2 separate regions of the Sus scrofa genome follow, and region 1 is linked to region 2. The links are chromatin contacts, called in public HiChIP or PLAC-seq maps. All regions are on one chromosome and are shown on one strand. The core of a region is the stretch at or near the end of the contact, and the rest is flanking DNA. Distances in the headings are between cores, read along the strand shown. Region 1 has its middle 12 kb from the start of MYLK2. Region 2 overlaps BCL2L1 (BCL2 like 1).

Region 1 (4,124 bases), core at 1,326-3,825, 110 kb after region 2:
CTTCAAAGTGTGTTTTTTTCTCATCTGGTAAACTCTTCCATATAAGACTCAGCTCTGGGAGTTCTCTTGTGACGAAACAGGTTAAGGATCCAGCACTGTCACTGCAGTGGTTTGGGTTGCTGCCATGGTGCAGGTTCAGTCCCCGTCCTAGGAACATTCACATGCCGCAGGTGTGGCCAAAAACAAAAAAAATAAGCTTTGGTATCATCTTTTTCATAAATCTTTCCTTGACCATTTGACCTCATCAGGTAAGGATGATAATTTCCTACTTTTTTCCTGGTTACCTCTTGCTTTGGTTTTTCTACTTCTCCATCTCTTGATCCCCTCTCTGTGTCTGTCCTTTTCTCCCGCCCATGTATCAGCAGTTCTCTAACTAATTGACTCTTACTCATATATTACCACCTGGGACCATTTTTTCATATAGTTTGTCCATTTTTAGTTTTGGTGGTTTCAAGCAGAAGAATAAATCTGGCCCTCAAGTTGGGGCTTTTAGAAGAGTGGTACTGAGAATTATGGACCTATGGAGTCCGTCCACTCCATTTGCTCCATTCTGGATTACTGCCTAAAGACACACCCACGTCAGGGTGGTAACGCGTGGTGGTCTCTGAGAGGCAAGAGAGAGTGTGTTACTTTAGACCAAATAGCTTTTAAAATGGAGATGCAGACATCCATTGTCTCTTACTTCCCAGAATGTCTCTCAGTTTCCCAGTGGCTGTCTACCTCTCAGTACAACCTGTCTAGTCAGTTCTTTCTTTCTACACCACTTCACATGACCTTCATTTTTCTAGTACAGCCTCCCATTTCTCCTGAAACTCAATCTTTGCTTTTCTTTTGCAGAGAAATTCAAGTTCTTTATCCCTTCAGGCCTTGTCCAGGAGGGAGCTTCTCTTTCAATTGTCAGAGGCTACCCCAGAATTTTCCTAAACAAAGAACATGCCCTCCAATAGGAATTTACTGAGTTCTGAGAAATCGGGCTGCCACACTTTGTTTGGCAAGTTGCAGAGCTCCTAGCACCTGCAGACATGCAGATTGTTGGAATTTCTGCAATACCTGAGAAGGACTGTGTTTTTAGTGTTGGGTTGTTTTTGTTTTTGTTTTTTTGCTTTTTAGAGCCACACCCACGACATATGGAGGTTCCCAGGCTAGGGGTCAAATTGGAGCTGTAGCCGCCAGCCTACGCCAGAGCCACAGCAACACCAGATCCGAGCCGCGTCTGCGACCTACACCACAGCTCACAGCAACACCAGGTCCTCAACCCACTGATCGAGGCCAGGGATCGAACCTGCAACCTCATGGTTCCTAGTCGGATTCGTTTCTGCTGCGCCACAACGGGAACGCCTTGGTGTTTTAACTTGTTATAGTTTCCCATTACTAATAGTCTTGTGCTGATTAATTAATACAAGGTCATCGTTCACTTTTACTTTGATCATTTTGTTCTTATGTAATTGCTTTGTTGCCATCTTGACTGCTGTTTTATTCCTTACCAGTTCTTTTCCATAGAATTTTGTCCTTAGAAAGTAGAGCTTGAGTAGTAGACAGGCTGCAGTGGCAGTTGCTCCAGCATTGAATAGAGGTAAGTCTAGACTTACACAATTGTAACACGAGATACGATGTAATTGAGTAATGTGAGACAGACAGATAAAACGCTTCAGGAGTTTAGAGATTCTTGGAGGTGAGATTGCAGTTCCTTTGGGGCGGGGGACATGCTTGCAGCATGCAGAAGTTCCTAGGCCAGGGATTGAACCTATGCCACAGCAGCAACAACACTAAGCTACCAGGGAACTCCGTTTCTGCAACCTACACCACAGTTCACGGCAATGCCGGATCCTCGGCCCACTGAGCAAGGCCAGGGATCGAACCAGCAACCTCGTGGTTCCCAGTTGGATTTGTTAACCACTGCGCCACGATGGGAACTCCAGCGTTTTCCTTTTTTTTATAGCAATGAGATTGTAGTATTATGCATTTCCTTTAATGTTAATTTGTTCTGTAAGTGTCGCACTTCATTCAAAATTCAAAAGCTACAAGTTCAGTTCCCACCCCAGATAGTGCTGCCAAGTATGTTCCCTTGCAGAGATGACTTCACCTGCTCCCTTTTGTTTTTCCATAAATAATGTCATAATTTATACTCTGTTCCTTGCTCTTTCATATGTTCTGCATTGAATGATGTGGTTCAGGTGCTACCTCAGGTGTGTACTAGCTTTCTGCCTGGCTGAAGTATGAAGCTTCTTATGAGAATCTAGTGACCTGAAGGCAGATGTCCAGTAGTGATGTCCAGTTCCTCTGTGTGATGTCCTGGGCTAATGACCTGAGGTCCCAAGGGCTTGAGGGCAGCTTGGCAATACCCAGTCTTTTAGCTCCCCCTGGCTTAGCTGAGCCTTGGGGGCTTATTGGCTTGAGTATCCGGTCGGACCTGTATATCCCCTTCGGTAGCTCTTGACATGCTTCCTTTTCAGTTCCTTTCTGAATCTTGACTGCTGGAGAAGTTCCTCATTGCTGAGAGTAGCAGTTAAAAAAGCTGTCAGCCACGTGGCCGGGCTCCTATTTCTGCACAGCCAGGCTGAGTTATAGCTTGGTGGTGTGGATCCAGGTAGGAGTCGGTCAACATTCTGAATCCTGAGCTGCCATCTGCCTTGCAGCCTGCTGGGATGCTCAGTTTAGACAACATATAAAGTTTCCTGGGTATGGGACAAACCCAGGCCTATGGAAAGAGCAGGAAGGTTAAAGTGTGCAGTACTTTGAGCAGTGACGAAGGCGTAACCACGGAGCTGACATGTTTGCTCCAATGCCAAGAATTCCAGGACAATTTGTTATCCAGCTAAAGCCAGTGTAGTTGCTATAAAAAAGAAGCCTGGGGACAAACACTTTTTCCTTGTTTTTTGTATTCCTGCATACCCACTCTACTTTCTGTAGCAAAGGTTACGGATGTCAAAACCAGAAATACCTCATCGTATTTGCACTTCTCTTTCTTGCAAGAGAATAAGAGGCTGGGCTCACGTCAAAGCATGACTCTTAAGCACTGAAGGTTATCAGCAGCTTCCTGAAAGGGCTTGACAAATGCTGACATTTTACTCCGAGAAACTATTGTTGCAGGGGCTTAGGAAAATACTAGGTTTTGTCAAGAATTATTTCACCAGACTGCCTAGCCCTAAAGCATCAATTGCCTTCTCTTCTTTTCTTAAAATTTTATGACACAGAAAGGAAATAAAAACTTGGCCTGTCTGATCTGCCTAAACCCATGTCGTTTGAGACTGGTATCCCAGAACCTCACAGGCAGGTGTATGAATGGGCTAAAAATTGTTGCCTACCTTATTTTGGTACCAGTGATATTCTCAGGACTCCTTTCAGGAGCAAGGGTGGGAGATGTAGTTTTCAGTGGGTCAAATACTAAACAATGAGTAGTTGTAAAATACAATAGGAAAAGCAGTTTGGGGCAGCATTGTTACGCTTAGTGGCGAGGAGCGATGAAAAGTCAGTGGCCTTACGCTGACATACTCCCTAAAACTTTAGTGTGTTTTTCTACAGTGTAGAGTTTTTCTGACATACAAAGTATTCCTTTTTTTCATTTTGCATAGTATTAATGCAAATATTTTTCCCGTATTGTTGCATACTCTGAAAATACCAATTCTAACAGCAGCATATTGTTCCTGTGTTCTGAGTTTGCTTCTCCCCATTGAAAAGGTTTGTTTCGCAAAAGATTTTTCTAGGCTATTTATAGGACAGATTTCTTTGTCCCCCTAATGTATTATGTCTGTCTCTAAACTTTAAATGGCTGTTTCAAACCACTTAGTCAATCTTTGTAATTCAATTAAATTATTAAAATGTAAGTCCCTCCCAAAAGCATAGTCAATGACGACATTCTGGCATACACACTTGCACACTGGAAAGCTCTCTTTGGCCGACCTGATGTCAGTGTAACTGGCACTGGTGCCCAGCAGAAGAGTTCACCGGCATTTAGCAAAGCCTTTCTGGAGAGAATTCTAGGTATGTCGTTTTAAAGTCTTGGAATTCTACATCTTAAGACAGACGTACACGGGGGGTGGCTGTCTCAGAGCCTGGAGATCAGATTTGAAAGGAAACGCCCTTTGTCTTTCTTAACTCTAGCTGGGCTGCGGTGTGTCTTGGGA
Region 2 (4,155 bases), core at 891-3,390:
CTCTCTTCATCCCCATCCTCACTGCCTGGCAAAACTAGGAGGAAACCCTAAGACACTAGGTGATTAGGCAGGGTAGCAAGGACTTCCCAGGACATCAAGCTCTCCTAGGCTCATGAGAAAGTTCTGGAAAGGCATCTTTTGCATTGTGTTGAGGCTACAGGCCAGACAGACCATGGTAGGAATATACAAGGATCAGGACCTTGGTCTCTGGAGCCAACTCTGCCAACCCTAAAACTCTGTCTCCTTCTGGAGTCTATGCCTCCAAGCACTCCACGGTCCAAGGCAGCCACTCCCTCCTCCTTCCCATCCAAAGCTGCCCCCACTCCTGGACTGGTGCTGATCAATGCTGCCTGCTGTGACGAGAAGGGCAATGAACTGAGCATCAGCAGGATTTCGTGTCCCAGCTCTGTCACTGGCTTGCTTGGGGTGAGTCCATCCTGCTGTCTAGCATGCTGGGGAAGTCTGGGACTTTCCTCATCTGTAAAATGAAGATCATCTCAAAGGGCTCTTACTAGTGCTACAATGTGAGGAGGATGAAAATAACTCATACGCGGGGAGTTCCCGTTGTGGCGCAGTGGTTAACGAATCCGACTAGGAACCATGAGGTTGGAGATTCCATCCCTGGCCTTGCTCAGTGGGTTAAGGATCCAGTGTTGCGGTGAGCTGTGGCGTAGGCTGCAGATGCTGCTCGGATCCCGCACTGCTGTGGCTCTGGTGTAGGCTGGTGGCTACAGCTCCGATTCGACCCCTAGCCTGGGAACCTCCATATGCCTCGGGAGCGGTTCAAGGAAAGGCAAAAAGACAAAAACAAACAAACAAACAAACAAAAAAAACCACCAAAAAACCAAAAAACTCACATGCGGGCAGATGAGTGACTACCTGCATTCTCTCAGGGGATCCAAAAGATCTGTAATTTAGTGTGGAAGGCAAGAGGCAGCATTCTTGAGTAGAAGAACTTGTTGCCTCCACTGCAAAGCCTGCTGAGCCTTGCCCTCAAACCAGCAGATTCCAAAAGAAAAGGGCATGGGGCTTGTCTGTGACCAGGGCTAGCTCCTCAGAGGGTCAGACCTGCAGGGCTCTGTCCTAGTGGCCTCAACCCCTCACCCCAGCACTGCCTCCAACTAGTCCAGACAAGTCCCGGGTATTTTCAGCCACCTTTATCTGATCGGAAATGTTTGGAATTCCACAGCAGAAGGCAACAGCTCTGGAGGATTTGGGGATGGGAAGAAATCGCTGCAACCCCCACCTCCCTCATATGAATGTGCGCGCACGCGTGTGCGCGCACACACACACACACACACACACACACACACCCTTGTAACCAAAATCTCAAGAGCTGCAGGCTTCCTCATGCTGCATTTCCTACATTCTGGTTCCTTCCAGTCTTCCCCGTGTTTTATCTCCACCCGAATCCACTGGCCCTCTCAAGGTGTAGAACAGCAAGATGCTGAGAGGGTGTCGGGAGAGCCTGAGTCTGCAGCCGATGACTCCGAGGGAGGGGCTGTTCACAGTCAGCGTCCACACACCAATAAACTGCAGAAGACGACCACCGCCCTCACCAGCAGGAGGCCGAGAAGCGACGCACCATCCCACCCGAGGTGGCATGACCTGTGGTTCACAGCAATGTCTAGTTCAACCCCCACCCTAAAAAAGACCCTAGGAGGTGAAGGGACTCCCCCACAAGACCTCCTGACCCCTGGAGTCTGCCAGTGCGGACTCCGACCCAGCTCTGTGACTGCCTACTTGTGGGACCTGGGACAAGACCCTTTATCTCACCAAGCCCAGAGGCCTGTCTATAAAGTGAGAACGCTGTCCTTATACCACAGGCTTAGCAGCAAGAGTGAAATGGTCCATAGAGAGTGCACAATACACGCGAACTGTCATTATTTTTCTATAGCTAAAAATGAATGGCCCCACTGTCCTTCCCATGTTGTATTCTTATTATTTATAGCTGCAAACAAACAAAAAACCCCAGCTCATACTGATTTAGCCCCTGCTTGAATTCTCAACATCTTGCAAGTAGGTGTTGTCCCCACTTTACCAACAAGGAAATGAAGACTCCGAGAGGGGAGGAGACTCTGCCTGAGATCTCTGGTTACCGAGTGAGGGTGTCTGACTCCACAGCACGTTCACTCTGCCAGCGCAACAGGACAGATGCAGAAGGACGTGACTAAGCTCTTCCTTCCTTCCCCTTTCACCCACCCACTGCCCACTACTTACTGAGGATCTTGGGCCCTGGATCAGAGAGGACTTTGAGGACAGGGCTGAGGCATGTCCCTTGGCTCCTTGGGTGCCTCAGGGGTAGGAAGGAGAGGGGTATGCGGATGGCGGCTCTGTGCCTCCCCTTTGCTCCCCAAACCCAGCCTCTGCAAGGCCAGTCCTTGCAGAAGAGTTCCTCCAACTGGTCATTATCTTGGAAACAAAAGTGATGCCAAGTAGCTTTGGCGGAGCGGTCAGCTGACTTTTCTAAGACAGACCATGACCCTTTTGTGGGCTGACCTGTGAGGTTGTAGGAGGACTCTCTGCTTAGTGCTGGACACTCATTCGTTCCATAAATCTTTATTAAGAGCCCACTAAATGCCAGGCATCATGTTAAGTGCTAGGGAATAAAGCAGTGATTAAGTTAGACAAAAAGTCCTACCTGCATGAGTTTATCATTTAACAGGAAGAGATAGGCAACAAACAAATGTGTCAGACGGTGATAAGTGCTAAAAAGAAAACTAAATGAGAGAAAGGGGTTAGAGAGAAATATGGAAGAGGGCAGAATTAGAACCCGTGGTCAGGGAAAGCTCCTTCAGGAGGTAACATCTGATCAGAGAGAACCCTGAATGAAGGGAGGGAACAGGCACTGCAAGGGTCTGAGGAAAGGCAGAGGGAATAAGTGCCAGGCCCTGGGGCAGGTGCAACTCGGGGTACTCCAGGAACAGGAAAGATGCCAGTGTGGCTGAAGCTGAGTGAGTCAGGGGAGAATGATGGGCTCTGGCAGTGGCCAAGGGCCAGGCTGTGCAGGGCCTTGAAGGCCATTTAAAGACATGGGAGCACCTTGGGGTTTTGAGCAGGGGAGGGACATGATCTGACTTTGATTTTAATCGAGTCCTGGCTGCTGGGTGAAGACCTCCGGGGCAAGGGTGGAAGTGAGAGGTGGTGGGGAGCTGACGCAGCCATCCAGGAGAAATATGAGGGTGGCTTATCCACGATGGTGCCCAGCAGGCTGGAGAGGAGTCAGATTCAGATTTTATTTTTAAAAGTAGAGCTGAAGGGATTTGCTAATGGATTGGATGTGGACTGTGGGAGTTGTTTGCTTCTCTGACCCTATTTCTCATCTACAAAAGGCAGGAGAAGAGGCCTTTGAGGATTTTTTTCCAGGTTGATAACTACGGGGACACTGTTGGGATGAAGAAAGAGACAAAACCATTTCTGCTGTCATGCAGGCAAAGCCATTTGCTCACCTGACCTCCAGGCATGTGCAGGATCACAGAGGAGCAGCCAGGCCCATGGTGGGCAAGAGGACAGCTCAATTTCTACTGGGAGGCAAGGGGCATTAGAGCTGCACCATATGTGTCCAGGCCTGCCAGGCAGAAAGTGCTTAGTGAATGAGTGAGTGAGCCAATGCCACGAGGCCAGGATGCATTCAAGAACTTTCCAAGTCCTTCCAAATTACCTAGAGGTAAGCCTGCCCCAAGGGACTCCTCTCTTGTCATTCCTTCTGCATCCCTTACACTCTAGGCTGAGTCAAGTTCCCCTTCTTCATGAATGGGAGACTCTGAGGTCTCAAATCACTAAAGCAGACTTTTAGAGCTGGAAGAAGCACGGATACATCTGATGCACTCTATCCACAATTTCAGCCACCACTGGTTTGACCTCACTGGTCATTATTATCAACATTTCCCTATCAAGTGACCCATTTCTTAAAAACATAAATATATTGAAAATTCTAAACCCACCCCCTACCCTGTTCTTTCTCCATCTTTCCCCCTTTGAGTGAATGGTAGTAGCTTCATCCCTCCAGCTATGGAAGCCTGGAACGCCCTGGAGTAATCCTTCAGTCCTCTCTAGCTCCAATCTGTCAGCATGTTCCTCTGGATCAATATCCAAAATTTATCCAGAATCTCACCACATCTCATCACCCCGACCATCCAAGCCAACATCATCTTC

What was found. HiChIP or PLAC-seq counts read pairs in DNA pulled down with a chosen protein or histone mark.
Region 1: an H3K27ac HiChIP or PLAC-seq map of skeletal muscle shows a contact between it and region 2. The contact joins two enhancer-like sites. A contact is called at or near these places in 2 of 47 Hi-C or Micro-C datasets (epiblast stem cells and fetal skeletal muscle) and 1 of 2 datasets of contacts at active chromatin or transcription factors (skeletal muscle).

The regions. Positions count from the first base shown.
Region 1 is chr17:35,485,571-35,489,694 of Sscrofa11.1, forward strand. No RefSeq gene overlaps it. Among named protein-coding and RNA genes, the nearest start is that of MYLK2, 12 kb to the right of the region's middle. Within about 2 kb of position 2,576, at least 16 of the 83 cell types and tissues checked have an H3K27ac peak or open chromatin away from gene starts, as enhancers often do. A contact at or near this core is called in skeletal muscle, where this site is marked.
Region 2 is chr17:35,379,836-35,383,990 of Sscrofa11.1, forward strand. The region is part of intron 1 of BCL2L1 (BCL2 like 1); the gene reads right to left. LOC106506650 (a long non-coding RNA gene) reads left to right here. Exons shown (of 3, transcript XR_001302085.2): 3 at 1,384-1,782. Among named protein-coding and RNA genes, the nearest start is that of BCL2L1, 32 kb to the right of the region's middle. Within about 2 kb of position 2,141, at least 48 of the 83 cell types and tissues checked have an H3K27ac peak or open chromatin away from gene starts, as enhancers often do. A contact at or near this core is called in skeletal muscle, where this site is marked.